Linked DNA regions of Oryctolagus cuniculus: region 1 is linked to region 2. The links are chromatin contacts, called in public Micro-C maps. All regions are on one chromosome and are shown on one strand. Each heading gives the region's core, a stretch centred on a gene start, on an enhancer-like site or on the middle of the called end of the contact. The rest is flanking DNA. Distances are from core to core; before and after follow the strand shown. Region 1 overlaps POU2F3 (POU class 2 homeobox 3). Region 2 has its middle 33 kb from the start of OAF.

What was found. A called contact is a pair of places that touch in the nucleus more often than the background predicts.
Region 1: a Micro-C map of ear pinna shows a contact between it and region 2, with 4 times the contacts expected there. The contact joins two enhancer-like sites. A contact is called at or near these places in 4 of 6 Hi-C or Micro-C datasets (ear pinna, embryonic fibroblasts, skin fibroblasts and 1 more).

What each region holds. Positions count from the first base shown.
Region 1 is chr1:112,782,703-112,790,364 of mOryCun1.1, reverse strand. POU2F3 (POU class 2 homeobox 3) reads right to left here. Exons shown (of 13, transcript XM_008260641.4): 5 at 7,463-7,565; 6 at 3,876-3,961; 7 at 1,259-1,441; 8 at 735-876. Among named protein-coding and RNA genes, the nearest start is that of TLCD5, 25 kb to the left of the region's middle. Within about 2 kb of position 4,509, at least 1 of the 8 cell types and tissues checked has an H3K27ac peak or open chromatin away from gene starts, as enhancers often do. A contact at or near this core is called in ear pinna, where this site is marked.
Region 2 is chr1:112,650,543-112,657,762 of mOryCun1.1, reverse strand. No RefSeq gene overlaps it. Among named protein-coding and RNA genes, the nearest start is that of OAF, 33 kb to the left of the region's middle. Within about 2 kb of position 1,567, at least 3 of the 8 cell types and tissues checked have an H3K27ac peak or open chromatin away from gene starts, as enhancers often do. A contact at or near this core is called in ear pinna, where this site is marked.

The DNA.
Region 1 (7,662 bases), core at 3,260-5,759, 130 kb before region 2:
GGTACCGACTGGGGGCAGTGTTGCTGGCAGCTACTGAGTAGGGATCAGGGATGCTATCCTACAAGGCACTGGCCAGCCCTGAATGGGCATAAATGGAGGCTGAGACTCTCTGTCCCATGCCAGTCCTAGGCACCAAACTCAGCTTCCTTGCTGTAAACTTTGCCCCTTGGTTTACCTCCTTGACCCCCTAGCAGGTCTCCCACCATGAGTGGGGCTGAAGCCTCCTGCCAACCACTCCTGCTGCAAGACTTTCCCCACCTAACAAACCTACAAGAGCTAAGCAGGTAAAGACCTCGTGTTGTGCCTGCAGTCTCCCCTTCCCACCGAGACCCTAGACGGCCCACTGCCCAGCCTGCCTCACATAGATCTGTTCTAGACAGGAGTCTGGCTAAGCGTGTGTGCCGGGCAGACCCAAACTCCACTTCAGGACAGCTGTCCTAAGGCCTGCCTTGGGCGAGTCTGGGGTAGGAACTGGAACAAGGCAAGGAGTCATGGCCCCAGACCTAATGCCTGGCTCCCAAAGGGCTTTCTCGCTCACAGCGCTGACAGTTGCACCTCCACTTGCCTGTCTGCTCTGACTTATCTCTTGGTGGGTTCTAGACACAAGAACGGGAAGAAAGGAGTGTCCCGTGTTGACTCCCTATAACCTCAGCACAGACAGGTCCCTGGGTCACAGAATCCTCTCTAGGGCCCCGTGCGTCCTGTGTGTCCCTGTGCGTCCCATGGGTGCCTACCTGCATCGTTCAGCCACTTCTCCAGCAGTGGCTTGAGCTTGCACATGTTCTTGAAGCTCAGATTGAGGGCCTCAAAGCGCGAGATGGTCGTCTGGCTGAAGTCATTGCCATACAGCTTTCCCATGGCCAGCCCCACGTCTCCCTGTGCGTGGGGACGGAGAGGCAGGAGCATGAGACACAGGCTCCCCTCCTCTGCCCCGGCCCCTCACCTGTCATTCACAACACACCCAGAATCTTCAGGTACCTGCCCATCGCCCTTTCTCCCTTGTGGGTGGAGTGCTGGTTCATCGTATCCCCGGACTCTCAGGGGGCCAGATCCTCCTTGCCTGGCTCCCATTCCTCTCCCCTCCACCAGCAACTTCCTCACTTCCCCTCCTAATCCCAAGTACGCCTCAGAGACACGAGGGGCTTGTCCCAAACCCATGGAGCCATGGCTTGCTCTTGACACCTGCCCTTGGGAGGCACTGCCTCCTCTCGCTCACCCAGCTCACTGCCCTCCATCTCCTTCCCCCCAAAAGCCAAACCTGTGTGAAGCCCAGCTTAATGCGCCTTTGCTTGAAGGTCTTGGCGAACCTCTCCAGCTCCTCCAGGTCACTGGGCTCGTCGGGCCCCGCAGAGGTGGGCAGGTGCTTGGGCACTGGGAGATGCTGGGAGGCTTCCAGGTGGGGTTCTAAGGAGGAGCCTGGCAGCCCGGGGCGCCCAACGGCCTGGTAGGGGAGACAAGCCGAGCAGATCCGCAGGGATTCAGCAATGGGTCAACAGCACTGTGGGGCAGTCCTCACTAACGGGCCACTCAGGATGGCGGAGCCCTGGGCCACTGGAGGCCGACTGCTCAGTGGCGTGCGAGTGGAAACTGGGTTTCTGTGGGCCATGTGGGGCAGAAACAGCAGGGGTGCCAGGCGGGAGGTGGCCTGGCTGGGTTTTAGTCTGGCACTCGCCAGGTTACTTCCTCCTTTCAGTTTCCCTCCCTAAAAGGCGCTAACAGGGTTGTTGACAAAGATTTCAGTAACAAATCTCAGAGTGGGGCGGGGAGAACACTGTCTGCCTCGCCGGTCCTTTTCCATGGAGCGTGGAAGCCTGAGGTGGCCATCAGGCCCCAACTGGAGGTGACGAGAAAGTGAGGGAACCCCCGTGGAGTTCCGCTGGCCTCTGAGTGCCAGGTTGGTTACCTGACTCCCAGCACCACTGCTGCCCTTCATGGGACTTCCTGCTCTTCATCAAGGGCATCTTCATTAGTCCCATCTACACGCACCTTGCTCTCCATTGTGGTTGCCTGGAGACAGTCTTTCTTTAGCTTATTTGCACAAGAACTTGTGCCCTTAACCCTAGAAGCTTGCAGTACCCATTTGGGGGTGAGGAGTGAAGGCATCTATCATTGCATTGGTGATGGAGTGGAATCCAGGCCTTGGGGGCCAGGCCCTGGGGCCAGGGCCGAGGTCACTGCCCACGTGGGGAACGGGAGCGAACTCCAGCTTCCCCCTCCTTCCCAGGCTGCTCTTCCGCTGGAGGGGAGTTAACTGCTGTCTCCCGAGACGTTCAGGCTTGCCATGTAGATGGGCGTCCTTATGATGAAGAAGGTAGGATGAGGGAGACGGTGTGGGCGCTCTTCCCTTTGAGAACAGAATGGTTTCAAAGCACCACAGATTCTCTCCTGTCTGGGGAGGAGAGGGTGGCATAGACCAGACCCTCAGGACGAAGCCGGGCTTCCTTGAACCCGCCTCTCCACTTGCCTCTTTCCTTTGACAGATACTCACTGAGGTCTCTGCTAGACCTCCTCCCCCTGCCTTCACACGCAGTCTGTTGTCAAATGGCACCAGTGTGACTTTCCTCGCTCACCCCCTCTTTTATTGCCCTCCCCCATGACCATCTCAGTCTTCTAAACAGCCTCGTGGCCCCAGTGTCGCCATGCTTGGATATTCTAAGACATGAGAGCTGATCTTGAACACTCTCTAGGGTCTCTTGCGGCTCTAAGTCTGTGATTCTGAGGTTGGGGGCAGAGCGGTGTGCCACTTTCTTCCAACCACGAGGTGGCGCCATCGCCCTGCCAGGTGTCTTCTGCGGGCTGGAAGGCCAGGGCTCTCACTGAGCTGCGGGATCTTGGCCTGGGGCTCGGGCGCTCTGATCACTGCAGTCGTCCCCGACCATCCCGGGCATCCATGTGGGCAGTGCCATCTGTGGAGCCGAGCAACGTTTCTCGTTGCACAGGGGCCCCTGGACGCAGAAGGGAGGGGCGGCTAAGCTGTCGGGCAGCTGTGCAGACCACACACGTGTCACGGTGCCTGGGGCCTTGACGTTGCTTCCAGAAGGAATTCAGGAGTGAGTGGGAGAAGAGTGAACAGCACACACACTCCCCAGAGTGGGGCACACTTGGCGGGGAGTGGCCCTGGCTCTGAGCTGTGTTTAACATTCTATGGGTCCTTTAATGAAAGGGCAGGTACATTCTAATTAATAACGGGGAGGAATGTTCATGTTTCTTTCTGGGAAGTAGGTGGAGAGTTCCCGGAATCCAGCCGCCACCCCTTTTCACTCCTTACATGGTCTGGTGTGTCCTGCTGCGGTGGCTGGTGGGTGTGTCCTCTAGCAACGCTTAGGTACTACATTGAGCACAGAATGAGCTGTTGGTTACTCTGGGTCAGCCATGGCCCCCTAAACTGGCATGAGCCTGGTCCACACAGGAGATCTGCTTATTTTCTGAGCAAGGGGAACCAAACCCATATCCTGGGGGGATCTTGAGATAAGAGGGACTGCTGTCTTCTTTGGCCTCCCTGGAATGGAGACCCCGGGGGGGGGGGGGGAGACACTGTGTGTGCTGTCTGAGACATGGTGCCTGTGGTGATCAGGCCCTCCGGGGCTTGAGAGCATCTATGGGAAGCTGGGAAGCTGGCCGAGCCCTGGTTCCCGAGGGGAGAGGCTTGGGTCTGCTGGGGACGGGAGCTGAGAGCCTGCAAGTTGGACTGTCTGGGCTCCCATTTACCCCACTTGTCACTTGGATCCCCCTCTCATGTGCCAAAGGGACGATTCCTTGCCATTACCTCTTCCCAGAGGGGCTAGAGCCCTGGAAAAACCAGGGAGCTTAACTGTACCCAGAGCAGGGACAGTGCTAGAGGCCTGGGCCGTGGAGGTAGGGGTGCGGCTGTTTACCTGGGATGCAAGGCCAGGCCCAGTCTGCTGCGGGAGGAGGAGGCTCCCTTGTTGCTGTGGAAAGGGGAGAAGATTTGGCTGCAGACCTGCATGAAAGAGGAGGGACAAAGGGACAGTGAATAAAATCCAGGCCTGAGAAAGATCCGCTCAGCTACTCTGGCATCGCGATAACAGCACCCCCCCGCCCCGCCCCATCCCAGCCCTGCAGAGAGGCCCCCTCGGGCATAGCCTGGCATTGCCACACACAGGTGGAGTCAAACAGACGCAGGGATAAACAGACATGTAAACAACCATTCCCAAACCAGTCCTGCTGCTTGCCCGTGGCCTGGAGAGGCACAAAGGCTGGGGAGGGTCAAGTCTGCTGGGCATCTGATGAGGAGGGCTGCAGCGACTCCTGGACAGAGGGGAAAGGAGGGGTTCCGGTGCTCCTGCAGGGGACACGGCTACAGAGGCCCAGCTGAGTTTGCAAGGACATCAGGCCGAGCAGGTGGGGCCGCACAGCCCCACAGACCAGAGAGGACATTTTATTCCTGTGGGCAAAGAACTGAGGGAGAGGGGGTGACCAGGACTGGGCGGGGCACACTACACCTGCTGCTGCACTACTTGGGCACCGGCTCCTTCCCTCCCCAGGAAAACCGTCCACGAAGGGCTCGGCCTGTTTGGTGGCCATGACAGGTGGCCTCCCCTTTCAGAAGGCCTCAGCCAGGACCTCACTCTCACAGCAAGAGCGGGGCCAGCTGAATATCAAGGCAGACGGTATGGCAAGACACCCCAGCCACTCAGCACAGAGAAGCCCCTGGGAGTCTCTGTGGCCCCCAGGCTGTTTGGGTCACTGACGTAAAGCACCGGTTGATGGTAACCTTTGTGCCCTTCAGGCTCCAAAAGTCAGAGCTTGATTGGTTTTCATTATAATAAACAGGCAAGGGACTGGCTTTATGGCACAGTGGGTAAAGCTACTGCCAGCAGTGTCAGCATCCCATGTGGGTGCTGGTTCGAGTCCCAGCTGTTCTACTACTCATCCAGCTCCCTGCTAATGTGTCTGGGAAAGCAGAGGAAGATGGCCCGGGTACGTGGGCCTCTGCACCCATGTGGAGACCTGGAAGAAGCTCCTGGTTCCTGGCTTTGGTCTGGCCTAGCCCTGGCCATTGTAGCCATTTGGGGAGTGAACCAGCAGATAAATGACTTCTTTCTCTCTCTTTCTGTAACTTTGTCTTTCAAATGAATAAAATAAATCTTTAAAAATAAAATAAAATAACCAGGCAGGGATAGGCATTGTGGCACAGTGAGTTAAGCCTACAGTGAGAGGCCAGCCACCCTGTATCACAGCGCAGCCTCAAGTCCTGGCTGCTCTGCTTCTGATCCAACTTCCTGCTGATGCACCCACTAATGATGGCCTGAGTACTAGGGTCCCTGCCACTAATGTGAGTGAGCTGGTGAATTTCCAGCTCTAGCTGTTACAGCCATCTGGGGAGTGAACCAGCAGATGGAAGATCTCTCGCGCTCTCTCTCTCTGCCTCCATCCCACTCTGTAACTCTGCGTTTCAAATAAAATAAATAAATCTTTAAAAAAAAGATTTATTTACTAATTTATTCAAAAGGCAGAGTTACAGAAAGAAGGAGAGACAGATAGAGAGAATCTTCCATCCAGTGGTTCACTCTGCAAACGGTCGCAATAGGCAGAGCTGGGCCAGACCAAAGCCAGGAGCCAGGAGCTCCTCTTCTAGGTCTCCCAACGTGGGTGCAGGGACCCAAGCACTTGGGCCATCTTTCGCTGCTTTCCCAGGTGCATTAACAGGGAGCTGATCAGAAGTGGAGCAGCCGGGACTCAAATGGACACCCCTATTGGATGCCAGTGTCATGGGTGGCAGCTTTGGCGGCTTTACTGGCTATGCCACAGTGCCAGCCTCATAAATAAATATTAAAAATACAATAAAAAATATGCAAGAAAGCTCCCAGAAGGAACTTGGAATCCAGAGGCTTGAGAACTAAGAGCAATTCTAATATTTATATTGCATTTTGAAATGGACTAATCCTTTTTACGTGCATTACTTCAAGTAACACTGAATAATTTTACAAGGTAGAGTTTTATGATTACCCATTTTTATAGAAGAAGACCAGAGAGATTAGAAAAGTTTCCCAAGGACATACAGCTAGAAAGTGATTTTTTTTTTTTTAGCCCCTGAGTTTTTCTGATTCCATTTCTCCCCACTGTGTCCCACTGAGTGTCAGCTGCCACTGGTACAATCCCAGGGCAAAGATACAATCAAGGGATTTCCTCCAGCACCAGCCAACAGGTCCTGGCCCCGCTGCCGACTCCAGATTTTGAACTTCCCTTTCTTCACCCCTTGTGTCCGACACGACCTCACTGGTTACGCGGCTAGGCCATTTTCACACCATTCTCCAGCCTTCTGAAAACAAACTGTGCGGACTGCTACCTTCCCTTTCTTCATCCAGGGCGTGCGGCATGTTGTTCAGCCAAAGCAAATCTTAGAGATCGGAGGATGCCCTCATGCTGCTAGTCTGAGCGTCCTGGAGACTAAGGTGAGGGACTGTGTGCCAGCAAGGGCAGGGAGGGGGGCTAGGCCCGCTCGGCCTGGACTCTGGATTCCCCAAGCCTCCACTTGGGATCTGTAGCACACAGGGCTTGATGCCTCCTCCTTCTCTCTTGGCCCTAGTTGGCAGGGATGGGAGTGGGAGAGGCATCTAGGATGCTGGCCAAGAGTATAGCATCATTCAGAATAGTCTGGAACTTTTTTTTTTTTTTTAGAGATTCCTTTATTTATTAAAGAGAGAAAGTTGCAGAGGGGGAGGAGGAAGCTCCTATCCGCTGGTTCCCTTCCCCCATGGCCACAACAGCCAGGGCTGGTTCAGGCTGAAGCCAGGAGCCCAGAACTCTGTGTCTCCCACGTAGGTGGCAGGGGCTCAAGCACTTAGGCCATGCCCAGCTGCCTCCCCCGGCACATTAGCAGGGAGCTGGATCGGAAGTTGGAGCAGCTGGGACTTGAACTGATGCTCTGATGTGGGATTCTGGCATTGCAGGTGGCGGCTTAGCTTGCCGTGCCGCAATGCTGGCCTGGTGCTTCCAGGCCACTAGAGGCATCCTACTCATATGAGTACCTACCGTACAGAGTTATCATGAAGAGGAAGTCGAAAGCCACTCAGCAGAGCTCCTGGCTCATGAAGCCTGAGAAATGTTACCTCCTGTTAGGAATGGTTGACTCTGCTTGCTCCTGGCCAGGGCGTCCCTTCCCAGCAACAGAAAACTTGCAACTCTCTCTGCAGCCTGTAGGTGGCACTGCTGCTCTAACGCAACAGAATCCCAGGCAGGCTTCCAGGAAGACAAGGTTTGAGTGGGGAGCAGGAGAGGGACTTGTCCGTACCACATGTCCCAGGGGCTTCTGCTTCCTTGTCCTGCCCACCACCACTCCGTCTCAACTCTGTGAGATGGGGCAGGTGGGGCAACTGAGCAGGAGCCTTCACACCAGAGAAGTGGGAGACTCTCCCTGCCCCGCTCTCTGCTCACCCAGCGAGCAGCAGCAACAGCCCTTCACTGGCCCTGGGTTCCATGGACCTGCCAGGCTCCTTACCTTGCTGCCCAGGCTGGGTCTGAGAGAGCAGGAACTGGGACACGGACTGCAGGTGGCCGGGAACCAGCACGAGCTGCTGGAGCGGGTGGAGGGAAGCCATATCCTGCACATGGGGAGACGGGTACACGTCACACAGTTTATAAGCTGGGGACACTGCTGCACCTGCCCGCCACCCATCTGTCCCGTGGGTCTCCGGGCTG
Region 2 (7,220 bases), core at 318-2,817:
CAGCCTCCCACTCCCAGGACAGCTTGCGCTGGGCTTTGTACTCAGCCCAGGGCCTTTCATCCCAGCATCTCAAAGCCCCTTTCAAGCTGCAAGCAGCCCTGGGAGTTGGGTCATTACCGCAATTACCAGGAGAAAGCTGGGGCCCGAGCCAGGTGCAGGCAACTTTTCCCTGGAGCAGGCTCCGTGTCCAGCACCCGGGAGCCCCAGTATCTCCCAAGCCCAGGCGTCTGCCCCCAGCTCACAGGTGGCTGCAGAGCCAGCAGGAGCCCACCACACCACGCAGGGGACATCAAGGTCCTGCCCGAGGCCCCAGGGGGTGTATTTGAAGGGCTGGCATTTCCCAGAGGGCACTGGGGGGGTCCCCCTCACTGTGATGGCCGCTGGGGAACCTGTATGGTGTGCATTGCCAAGGCGAGTGGACTCGCAGAGTGAGTAAACAGATTCTAGTCTGGGACTAGGCTCAGCCAGCTTGGGGGGCAGCTTCACTGGGATTGGGGCCCAGGCTAGGCTCAGCCAACTTGGGGAACATCTTCATTGGGACTGGGGCCAGGCTTTGAGGACCCCGAGCTGTAGAGCTGTTTTGGCAGCTGGCTAATCAGCTGTCTGCTGTCAGGATGTTCATCTGTAGCCGTCAGCCAATGGGAGATGGGGCTTTGTGTCTCCAGCCCGAGGCGCAGGGATCAATCACAGTTCTAAAGCCTGGCTCCAGGCCTGGCTGGGCCACCTTAAGCACTGGCTTTCACCTCTCTGAAGGGCAGTTGCCTTCAAGGCTCCTTGGCTCAGCATCCAACTGTAGAAGACTGCATCTCTGCTCATCCCGCAGGGGAGCCGTAGGACCTGTCTCCGCTTCCCTTGGGGACAGAGCACCAGGCTGCTTGGGTCACACAGCCAGGAGCAGACCTAGGCCCGCCCAGAATCCTTTCCTGACCTGCCCGGATGGGATTAGGCAGCATCCCCACTTGCTGAGTCAGAGTGGAGAGGGAGATGGAGCCCGTGGCTCTGGGCAGGCGGGAGTGAGAGAGGGGGCGGAGGCTGAGGTGTCGTGGGGAAGTCGGGGGCAGAGGAACACCCTGGAGGTTGCACAAGGAAGGGTGGGGCTGGAGGAGGGCCCTCTTGAGGCACCTGTAGAGGCGAGGGGCTGGAGACTTCCGCCCCCGAGGTGACAGGGCAGGCTGCGGGGATCAAAGCTGCCCAGGCACCATCCCCCGGAGCAGGGGAGCGGCGCTGGGCTTCTCACACAGGCCTGGCTTCACGTAGCTGCCTTGTTTCCCTCCCACCGGCCCACCACCCCCGCGCGTGTCTGAAGAGGCCCGTTCCACCCCACTGTCCCGTCCACGCCTCCAGCTTGGGTTTCTGACTCAGCCCACCGGATTGATGTCTGGGGCGCCTGTGGCTGCAGGCTGCCCATCTCATCAATGCCAAGCTTCTCTCGCCGGCCCCCTGTGGCTTCCCCACCTCCCCCACCCCCACCTCCGTCTCCCTCTGCCCTCGAGTGTGGCTCTGGACTCTGCCACGCGTATCTCAATATGGACTCTTGCTTTGCCCTTGCCCTTGGCCTTGGCACAGGTCAGCAAAGTGCCCGCAGTGGGCCTGGCCTTTCCCCATCCTGGGCTTTTGCAAATCTCGGGGCCAGGTTGATCCCTGTGGGCCCCTCAGTGAGCCCTGCTAAGTGTGAGCTTCCTGCTCTTGGTGCTGTTTCTGCAGCTGCTGTCACCAGGCCAGGTTCCGGCCAGAAGGCCCAGGTCTGTCCCAGGCTTGCCCATCCATGCGTGGCTGGCTTCGGCTCTGGCCCGGGAGCCGGGGTGGGAGACCAGGCCGTGTGGCTGAATCTGGACAGCCTGGAGGACACAGCAGCGTGGCGATGGCTGCAGAGGATTCTCGAGAGGGAGGGGCAGCTGGGCCTGGTATCAAAGTCGTAAGGAGAAAAGAATGTGAACTCTCTCTGGGGTTTGTGAGTTCTGAGAATGGTTTCTTCAAGATGACCCCTGAGCTCATTGTCTGAGGCTGTCCCACATGTTGCCCTTGGGGCCTCGACTCCCCCCACCCCCAGTCCCCAACTCCCCCTCAAATTCCCAGATCCCCTCTGTCCTCCAGGCTCGGGCTCAACATCTTCCTTGAGCAGTTTGAGGTCTCTGAGTGGGCGTTGATTCCCTCACTTTGCAGATGAAAAAGTAGAGATGTAAAGAGATGCACAGGGCCCCCTCCCCCGCCCCCACTCCACTGCCTGTGCTGCTTCCACTCCAACCTCCTGCCCACGTGCCTGATGCGCTTGGTGTGCATGGTGTGCCTGGTGTGCCTGTGTGCCTGGTGTGCCTGTGTGCCTGGTATACATGGTATGCCTGTGTGCCTGGTATACCTGTGTGCTTGGCGTACCTGTGTTCATGGTGTACCTCTGTGCATGGTGTACCTGTGTGCCTGTGTGCATGGTGTGTGGCTTATTGCCCCTTCCTTCCTCCTTCCCTCCCTCCCTCCCTCCCTCCCTCCCTTCTTCCCTCCTTCCTTCCTTCCTTCCCTCCCTTGTCACCTGGCCCAGATGGCTAGTGCGCATCACCCTTTCTTTCCAGGTCTTAGTGGGTCGGCAATGCTGCAGCTTCAGGACCTGAGTTTCTAGCTCCATCTGGGGAAGGGGAACGTGGTTTTCCAATTCTCACTTGGCACGGTAGTGGGCTTGGCACCAAAACGACTTCCAGGTAAAAGTGTGAAAACGTGGTAAAAGGTAGTGTGGAAAGTAGGGGCTGACACCAATGACATGGCCTGGGGTAGTTTGCAGCCTTGCGTCCTTAGCCACACAGTGTGGACAGCGATGCTACAGACCTCCTGGGAGCTGGAAGGGAAGACAAAATGTGCATGGACATGCATGCGGCCCGGGAAGGGTCAACCCATCCCTCAGCGTCGACTGGGGGATAGCTCTGTTAGGATGCATTCCCCCTGGCACTCGGGTGGCACACTGTGAGGACAGTACACTCTCCCTGCCTCTGCCCCAGACCAGGAACTCCCCAGCCTCTCTCGGGGCAATTCTTACCATGGCAGAATGAACTACCTGGTGGCCACCCTCCCTCCACCAGGGGGCTGTTAGGAACCAGTCCAAGTGGAATTAGTCACTCCTGATGCTGAAAACACTCAACAGTGACCCTGGAGACGCCTGCAACGTAAGCCAAGCTCAGGAGGGGTGATACTCCTGGGGCGAGTAGGTGCTGGGGTGATTGTTTTATAAGGGGCAGGGTCAAGACTAGCTAAGGGGAGACACAGGCTTTCCTCGTTCACGGCCAGACTGTTGGCGCTGAGAAAAACCTGAGCGTTCCTCACAGATGGGGAGACGCTTGATTCGAGGCCCACGGGGACAGTGTTGTCACCACGCAGTGGGGCACTGCAGGCATCAGAGGTTGCTCTCCTGAGCCAGCAGCTGGGCCACGGCGGGTCCCCAGGACCACCTGGCCAAACTGTGCGCTATAAATAAGGGACTTTCTGTGGAAGGGTCGGGAGGGACACTGGCCCAGGAAATTGGAAAGAGGAGACTGAGGAAAGGGATGGGGCGGCTGGGGAGAGACAAAGATGTCTGGAGGCAAATGGGTCGGAATGGTGTCTCAAGGCCAGTGTCAGGTGGCCGCTCTTTGCTGGCACTGGAACTTCACAAGCCAGCTGCCTGCAGTGCTGTGTGCCAGTTCTTGGTCCTTGGGGGGATGAGCCAATGAGCCTGCACATCCATACTCTGCCTCTATCTTGGACCTGGGACACACTCTAAGAATTGGTACTCAGAGAAGGACGGCATTCTGCCCCATTTTCTTGCTGGGAGTTTCACTGAGATGAGATGGAGGTGCACTGGATCCCAGTGGTGGCCACATGGAGTCACCATGGTCACGGCAGCAGGGTCGGGACCCAGGGCTCAGCACTGGTGGACATGATTACCCCACCTGAGTGTGCGAGGCTGAGTTGTCTGAGGGCTGTTCCCAGGTTGGCAAGGAGCACCTTTGGGTGGCCCAAGTGGCGACAGATACTCAGGGTCCTGACAGCCTGGCTGTAGACACTTGGGTTGGAAAATGACCCAATAGGTCATTACATGCTCCTGTCTCAGGCAGGACTAGTAGCTTAGAATCTATGGCTGTCTTACTCTACCCTATGTCTCCAGGAATCAGTATCTGTGTATTCCTCTACTTCATCCATCTGTCCATCCATCCACCCATCCATCCATCCATCCATCCTTCCACCCACCTACCAACCCATCCATCCATCCATCCACCCACCCATCCATCCATCCATCCGTCCGTCCATCCACCCACTCACCCACCCACCCACCCATCCATCCATCCTTTACTGAAAGATGTGCAAGAACTCATGGTATATATAGTCTCCTTAGGGATTCCAATGCCTAACCAGCAAGAATAGATTCTAATGTCTAATCCCATGTAGCATCTAATGTCTGATTTAGGGTCTTTTCCTAAAGAGAGATGAAGGTAAAACGGAGCCATTCAGACATCTACGAATTCTCCCCACAAACATGCTTGAGCGTGTGGTCTGTTCCAGGTGAATGGGAAGATGCCCCTCTATCTTGGACACACTGTTTGACTCCCAACCTCACTAGGTACCGTCTAAGAGTGGGAGATGAACCAGCACCAGAAACTAGGGCCAGAAGAGCTGATAGGTAACCACACTTGGACAAAGCAGAGCTCCTGCAACTCTTTCCATTTAAGGATCTCAAGGGGGCAGGCATGTGTTGGGGGTTTTACCCCAACTGGCATAAGATGGCCCCCAAATTCCTGGTTTTGTGCGTGACACTTTTCCCAAAGGAGCAGGTAAGCAGGAAAAGGCCTCTTGCTCCCCCTCCCCCCGAACCTTCTCCTGGACTCCCACTCCCTTCTGCTGGCTTCCTCACCTTCTGGAAGCCCAGTGGGAGGGGGTAGGCTGAGGAGGGGGCAGGGCTACCCTTGAACTCTCAGCTTCTCTTGATTCATCAAAGTGGGGGTGAGCTGGTTGCTGGGACGAGTCGGGGCGGAGAAGAGAGGGAGAGTATGCTTCAGGCTGGGAAAGATCCAGAACCCTCATTAATGTCTGACACCTCCAATAAAAGCTGCATATTCCCCAAAAGCGATTTTTGAAAATCCTAAACTCTTTGAAGCATGGTGTTTAACTGCCACTCCTTCCATGCACTTAATAGGAAACCAGGCCCCTTGGCTGGCTCACGGGGCTCCACCTGGGGCGACTCTCCTCCTCCAAGCATTTGAGGTCCTTGTGGGCGGCCCTGGACGCTTCTTGTGGCCGGCCATGAAAGGGAGGCCTGGGTCCTCCCAGGACAAAGAGGAGCTGTCCCCAGGGCCTGTGGCTGTGGCGGAAACCGGGGATTACAGCCGGCAGGAGTGGGTCAGGGCCAGGTGGGCAGGGAGCATGAGCAACACCGGGAAGTTGGAAGGGGGATGGCGAGAAACGTGGTTAAACCTGAGCGGCTGTTTCTCTAGACTGGCTTTTCTGCTCCATTTTTTTTTTTTTAAGATTTATTTATTTGAAAGTCAGAGTTACAAAGAGAGAAGGAGAGGCAGAGAGAGAGGTCTTCCATCCACTGGTTCACTCCCCAATTGGCTGCAATGGCTGAGCTGGGCCAATCTGAAGCCAGGAGCCAGGAGCTTCCTCCAGGTCTCCCACATGGGTGCAGGGGCCCAAGGACCTGGGCCATCTTCTACTGCTCTCCCAGACCACAGCAGAGAGCTGGATCGTAAGTGCAGCAGCCGGGACACGAATCGGTGCCCATATGGGATGCCGGCACTGCAGGCGGCGGCTTTATCTGCTGTGCCACAGCACCGGCCTCCTGATCCATCTTCATTCAACTGAAAAAGAAACACCTGTACACACGAGGGCACTTCCAAAAGTTTATAGAAACATGAAATTAATAAGTTTGTTCTAGGAAAACAAAAAGAGAAATCCATGGATAGCTTTCTCATAATAGGCATTTCTTCATGACATTTCTAAGTCCCCGTATGCTAAAATGGCAGCATAACACGAAATCACCCCTTCAGCTGTAGGCTGCCTGTCTCCCAGTGGGAGTTCCTATCAACAGAATTGCATGTATCATTCAGAAATCTTCCATGATTTATATCTTTATTTTCTTTGCCATAGTAGGAACATTCTCTCTATATATTGTTCTTTTTTTTTTTTTTTTAATTTGACAGAGTTATAGACAGAGAGAGAGACAGAGAGAAAGGTCTTCCTTCCATTGGTTCACTCCCCAAATGGCTGCCTCAGCTGGCACTGCGCCGATCCAAAGCCGGGAGCCAGGTGCTTCCTCCTGGTCTCCCATGCGGGTGCAGGGCCCAAGCACTTGGGTCACCCTCCACTGCACTCCCGGGCCACAGCAGAGAGCTGGACTGGAAGAGGAGCAACCGGGACTAGAACCCGGCGCCCATATGGGATGCTGACACTGCAGGCGGAGGATTAACCAAGTGAGCCACAGCGCCGGCCCCTATATATTGTTCTATAAAAATTGTTTTCAGTTTATTTAAAAGTGACAAACAAAGATCTTCCTTCCACTGATTCACTTCCCAAATGCCTGCAACAGCTGGGGCTGGGCCAGGCTGAGGTTGGAAGGCGGGAACTCTGGTTTCCCATGTGGGTGACAGGGACCCAAATAACTGGCCATCACTTGCTGCCTCCCAGGGTGCACATTAGCAGGAAGCTGGGTCAGAAGCAGAGTCTGGACTTGAGCCCAGGCCCTCGGATACGGGATGCGGGTGCTCCAGGTGGCATCTTAAGTGCTGTGCCGAGTGCCCACCACCGTCTCCATATGCATACACTTCCTTTCCACACACGTGTGGATCTGTCTTATCCTTTCCCTGGTGTTATATAGTAGGATACCATAATTTATTTCCTCATGCCCTAATGAGAGGTTGCTTTTAGTCTTTTGTTGCTCTAAACAGAGCTACAAGGGACAGCCTTGTGCAAACGTAGCCGAGGGATGAATCTCTGGAAGAGGGCTCGCTGCACCAGAGACACGATGCCTTCCCTCTGACAGACGTGCCGAGGCTGCTCTCTGAGCAGCCAAGATTGCGCCCAGAGCGGTCGGAGGCTTGGTTGCTGACCCTCCACCCCTGCTCACCCTCCACCCCTGCTAACCCTCCACCCCTCCACCCCTGTTCACCCTCCACCCCTGCTCACCCTCCACCCCTGCTCATCCTCCACCCCTCCATCCCTGCTAACCTTCCATCCCTGTTAACTCTCCATCCCTGCTCACCCTC